Linked DNA regions of Callithrix jacchus: region 2 is linked to region 1. The links are chromatin contacts, called in public Hi-C maps. All regions are on one chromosome and are shown on one strand. The core of a region is the stretch at or near the end of the contact, and the rest is flanking DNA. Distances in the headings are between cores, read along the strand shown. Region 1 has its middle 220 kb from the start of ATP13A4. Region 2 has its middle 140 kb from the start of HES1.

Evidence for each region. Hi-C and Micro-C count contacts between places; a contact is called where the count stands out from the background.
Region 2: a Hi-C map of skeletal muscle shows a contact between it and region 1, with 7 times the contacts expected there. The contact joins two enhancer-like sites. A contact is called at or near these places in 2 of 3 Hi-C or Micro-C datasets (both in skeletal muscle).

The regions. Positions count from the first base shown.
Region 1 is chr15:22,729,382-22,732,081 of calJac240_pri, reverse strand. No RefSeq gene overlaps it. Among named protein-coding and RNA genes, the nearest start is that of ATP13A4, 220 kb to the right of the region's middle. Within about 2 kb of position 1,286, at least 4 of the 16 cell types and tissues checked have an H3K27ac peak or open chromatin away from gene starts, as enhancers often do. A contact at or near this core is called in skeletal muscle, where this site is marked.
Region 2 is chr15:22,905,427-22,908,126 of calJac240_pri, reverse strand. No RefSeq gene overlaps it. Among named protein-coding and RNA genes, the nearest start is that of HES1, 140 kb to the left of the region's middle. Within about 2 kb of position 1,441, at least 9 of the 16 cell types and tissues checked have an H3K27ac peak or open chromatin away from gene starts, as enhancers often do. A contact at or near this core is called in skeletal muscle, where this site is marked.

The DNA of each region.
Region 1 (2,700 bases), core at 37-2,536:
CCAAAAGGCTTTATGGACATCCGGGTACAAGCCGTATTCTACCCCTCCCTGCCCCCCAGCCTCCCACCGTCTTAGAAAGGCAGGACCTCTGTCATCACTGGAAACAACAGCATGTGAATATTTCAACCCAACTCAATACTACTGCTGGGCAAAGGCCACAGGCGTCCAGGGAGCAGAGCCTTTGCAAGTTGGAGGGAGCAGGCCCACACATTCTGCACCATCATCAGGGGTTCTCTTACAATAATGTTTTGTAGCCTGGTTCTGGCAATGCTGCCCCAGACCATTCTCCTCTCAGGACTTCCCCTCCAGTCCGCCCAGAAGCAGAGCCCTGCAGGGCGATAACAGGTGCTTCTGACTTTGGCTTATGAACTCAGCCAATATGGGCCAAGATGAACTCTGATCTAAACAAAAAACTCAAAGTTTTATACAGTTTATCTGTGTGTCTTGCAAGCAACACCACTGTTAGGATGTCAGGGCTGAGAGACCTCAGTTACTGGAACAGACCTTCACCTGATCAATTACCAACAGGAGGCAGAATAGCAACGTGGTAAGGAGCTCACGTTTTGTCACCAGACTGCCTGACTTTGAATCTTGGCAGCTGTGTGATCTTGGATTAAATGTTAACTTATCTGTTCCAGATTTCCTCATCTATAAAATAGAAGTAATCATGATGCTTGCTTCATAAGGTTATTCAGAGGGTTAAACAGAACCATCAGCCTATCCCCCTTAGGAGAATGCCTGGAACCCAGGACCCGCTCTGTAAATGGTAGCTATTGTAATCATCGAATCTGTGGTTAGCATGGAATCTCAATGAAGGGAAGCACTAGGAGCTTGTGGGAGCTACAGACTAGAGGAAAGTGGGGGGTCAGGAAAGGGTTACGGGGTATCTTGAAGTCTAGCAAGAACAGGCAACCTCCTGGGCTCCACATTCTACCTCTTATTTGTTCTGCTGGAGTCCACACTCACATGTAGGGGGACACACACACATGCAACACGTCAGCAGATTTGCAGCTGTCAGGGACATAACATGGGAACAACTGCCAGCAGCTGAGATCCCAGCCCCAGCGCTCACTCTGGCTGCTCCAGCTCCAGCTGTGAGGGCGGAGGAAGACTGGAGCCAAAAGTCAGCCTCCCCCACCCCTGAGAAAATCTCCCCAGATTAGGCAGCTGCCTGCTCTCCCTCCTCCTCCCCCTAGGCTCTCAGCTGGAGGATGGGAAGATGGATAGGGAGGCGAGGAGCCTGAGGCCAGGAAATTGGCTCTCTTTATTCCCATCTTCCTGGAGAGTGAGCAGGAGACCCCCGCCCCGGGAACCCAGTGTCTAGCCTTGCCTACAGCTGTTCTGCTTTTGCAGCCAGGCATCTGTCTGGCTCCATTGTTTCTGAATGTGGGTGAGGAGTGGGCGGAGGGAAGAGCTGCCGTCCAACTCTAACAGGGCTTCTCAGGCGTGGCTGCACGTCAGAGTCATTGGGGAGCTTTGGCTTGGGCCGTGCCTCAGAAGAATTGAAGCAGAATCTCTGGGGTAGGGCTTGGGCACTGGTATTTTTTTAAAGCTTCCTGGGTGATGGTAATGAGTACCTAGGGTTGAGAAAGATGGACAGATAAGGAAAACTAACTTGCAGGAGTCATAAACCACAGACCTTCAGATCCAAATGGAACTTTGGAAACTGTCACCCCAACACCCTTATTTTATAGATGGGAAAATGTAAGGGCTGGGGAGGAAACATGGTAAGTCTAGGCTGAGTGAGGTGTGGCAGAGCAGAGAGAGAGCCCACGAGTCCTGATTCTAAGTCCAGTGTTATTTTCATGATGTGCATCATGACAAAGTTTAGAAATGGCCCTTGAACACACGTGCCTTGAAGGGTAGTGCTATTAATAGTTGCTACCAAGAGTATAAAAATGACCAGGCACCTGACACCAAAGAGCTGGACAGAGGGGCAGACATGAACCACTGTCTGTCACCACCTGGCCTTGGGCAGATAAGGGGTTACTAGATGAGGGCCCACACTTGCTGGCTCATTCTCTCCACCTACCCAGCTGTGGATCTTAACTCTTACGGCTGCTACCAGTACAGCAATCCCACTCTTAGGCCTGTGCAAGAGGAGTCCTGAACTCTCTAGGACCATGCCCATGCCCATGCCCATGCCCATGGGTAAGAAGCCCAACAACTCAAGAGCACACGGCTACCAGGAGCTTACATTCCTTAGTATAGTCCTTACCCTGAGCATCTGGGACCCCTAAATTACCTGCCAAAACACTACTAGCCAGCTCTGGGGCTTACATGGGTTTTTCTTCAGGTTTGCTTTCCCAAGTATTGCTTACACAGCCAGTGCATATACCCCTAAGCCCAGGATATGTTGCCAATGTGGGTACCTTTAAGCCTAGGTAGGGACCACCAGGGGATACACAGCCCCAGTGTGTGCACCCCTAGGTCCCTGAGCCATCAACGGATACACAGCCCCAGTGTGTGCACCCCTAGGTCCCTGAGCCATCAACGGATACACAGCCCCAGTGTGTGCACCCCTCAGCCTAGGTGCCAGCACAGGATAGTTGCTTTCGAGGGATTTGGAAGAGGACCTGATCTTCTGAGCTGGGTGCCTAACTATGTCCGGATAGGGCTGCACAAGGCTCCTTGTGGACAGGGACATTGCTGGAGAAGGAATGGGAAGGGGGTCGGGCATGGGCGGGTAAGCTTCCCTTT
Region 2 (2,700 bases), core at 192-2,691, 180 kb before region 1:
ACTTTTTGGGATGAGATGTTTCCAGCCAGCCAATCCTCCTCACAGGAAGCAGAACCCCAGCCACCATGGAGCTTATTGGTGCGCAGAGAAGCACTGACCTAATGCTGAAATCATGTACTAGATTTTATTTTTAAATCTTTTTACCCCACAAGCTGACTTTATTCTGGCTGGAGGGCTCCGGAACCTCTGTAACTTCCCCAAGAGGTAATTTCCAGTGCTAATCTCGCTAATGAGGTGTCAGTTATAGGAAAGACTGGTGCCCTGGTTTCTTCTAGGTGGACATTAGAATGTTTCTTCAGAGGGGCCTGTGATGAGACACCACAGAAATGGAAGAATTTATAGCAAGGATGTGATTTCTCACTAAGTGAGCAGGAGAGCCAAAAGATCTCTTTAGAGATCATTAGACAGATGGGGAAACTGAGGCTCAGAGGAGGACAGTGGCTACCCAAGGCCGCAAAGCTGGGCTGGGTTAGAGCCTGGGCCTTGCCGCAGAGCTCACCTGCTTTGGGCTATTCCACACACCTCTGACTTTCTAGATGGTTTCATATTCATGGAATCGTCCTTAAATTCTTCTCACCAAAATTGTACCATAGATTAACTTCAGGGACCCTCACGTCAAAATGTCAAGCAAGAGAGGACCCAGATCATGAGGCCTGCTGAATAATGTGTAAGGGGCGTTTGAACACTCCATTCAGTGGGGCGAGGTCCTCTCTTTCTTTGTGATCAGGGTATGGCTCTCCCTGGCTTCTGAATAAGCAGTGTCCAGGGTTCCTAGGATGACTCGGCCGCAGCAGGCTGTCCACCACTCATGTCCATGGTCACCTTGGTGGGAACCGAGCAAATACTTGCCACTAGAGATGTCAAACCATCCCCCCATCAACCTCACGCCGCACCCCCACCTCCCTGCCCTGCTCCAACCTCGGTCTGTTGTGCAAGAGCCAAAGGGGACTTGTGATCACGGAGCCACACGCCCAGGCCCAGGAGCTCCATCTGAGGAAAGCACCTAACCCAGAACACAGCACTCCTAACTCCCGGGGCAAGGAGGGGAGGCCAGGCAGTCGGAAGGAAACTCCTGGGCTTTTTATGGAATGCACAAAGCAAAAGGCGAGGGTCTCTGCGTAGGAAAGGACGCATTATTATTTACGGCCTTGGGCTGGAGAGGAGAACACCGAGCTCTCTGCCGCCCGGCGTGTGTGATTCATTTCCTCCGGGGCCTGCGGGGCCGAGGCAGGGCGTGCGCGCCGGCAGCCTCCGGACAGCCGCGCACTCCCGCCCGCTCGTTTATTTATGGGACATTATCAGCGGCTGTGCACCGCGGCGATAAAGTTTATGAAAAGAGGCGGCGTCTCCGGCCGGCGGGCTGGGCCCGGCGCTCCTTTCCCACACTGATTAGGATCAGCCAGGGCTTTGGAAGCTGCAGTTAAGGATCTTGGTGCCCGGGGCCGCGGCTCCCCCTTCCTGCCCCGCCCGCGGGCTGGCCGGCTGCTGGCCCGCGTGGGAGGCGAGGTCAGGGCTGCAGCCGAGGCCCGAGGCCCTTCCCCGGGGAGTGGGAGGAAGGAGGAGGAGGGACGCCGCCCCGTGTGGGGCGGGAGGCGAGGGAGCGGGGAGCTCTGAGGTCCCGGGAAGTGAGACAGCCAGAGAAAAATACCGTCCAAATAAAAATGGGCAGTCCCCACGTTAAAAGATGAACGAGAACTTTTAATTTAATTTTTTATTTTTTTGAAACGGAGACTCGCTCTGTCACCCAGGCTGGAGTGCAGTGGCGCGATCTTGGCTCACTGCAACCTCTGTCTCCCGGGTTCAAGCGATTCTCCAGCCTCAGCCTCCTGAACAGCTGGAGTTACAGGCGCCCACCACCACTACGTGCTAATATTTGTATTTTCAGTAGAGACCAAGTTTCACCATGTTGGTCAGGCTGGTCTCGAACTCTTGACCTCAGGAGATCCACCCGCCTCGGCCTCCCAAAGTGCTCTTGACCTCAGGTGATCCTCCTGCCTTGGCCTCCCAAAGAGCTGGGATTACGGGCCTGAGCCAGCACGCCCGGCCTGAACAGGAATTTTATAGGAATTTTTCTCCTCTGAAAGCGGGGCACCGTCTTCTCCCCCCGTTTACTTTTCTACATTCCTTGCTCCTTTCCCATCGTTTCACCTGCATCCACCGTGTCTTTGCATTACGGCTTGATTCATTTTATCCCTTTTCATAGCTGTGTTTTGTTCCGTCCTTCAGAAGGTAGAAATTGAACATCTACACTGTGGACAACACCTCTAAACACTGCAGAGAGAGATTCAGAGATGAATAGCCCTGGCCCTCAAGGTTCTAACGGTCACAAGCACAGTCCAGTAAAAGCCGCCCAGGGTTATGAGTAACAAGGGCGGACACTACAGCAGGTGCTTGTTTTAGGGACATTGCCTTGTTTCGTCCTCACGGTGACCTCAGGAACACAGTGCCATCATTACATTGTTTAACAGATGGTAAAACGGAGGCCAGAGAGGTGAGTGCCTTGCTTCAGATGACTCAGAAAGGCGGTGGCTGAGCCAGGAAGTGAACTCAGGCAGAATGGTGGCAGAGTCTGTTTGCCTAGCTTTTGAATTTCCCTAACTCTCTAGAACATAGGGTAGTGGAGTGTAGCAGACAGGACCGCAAATCCTGCCTGGAAAAGTCATGGTGGGCTTCCCAGAGGAGGCATCTTTAGGCTGGGGC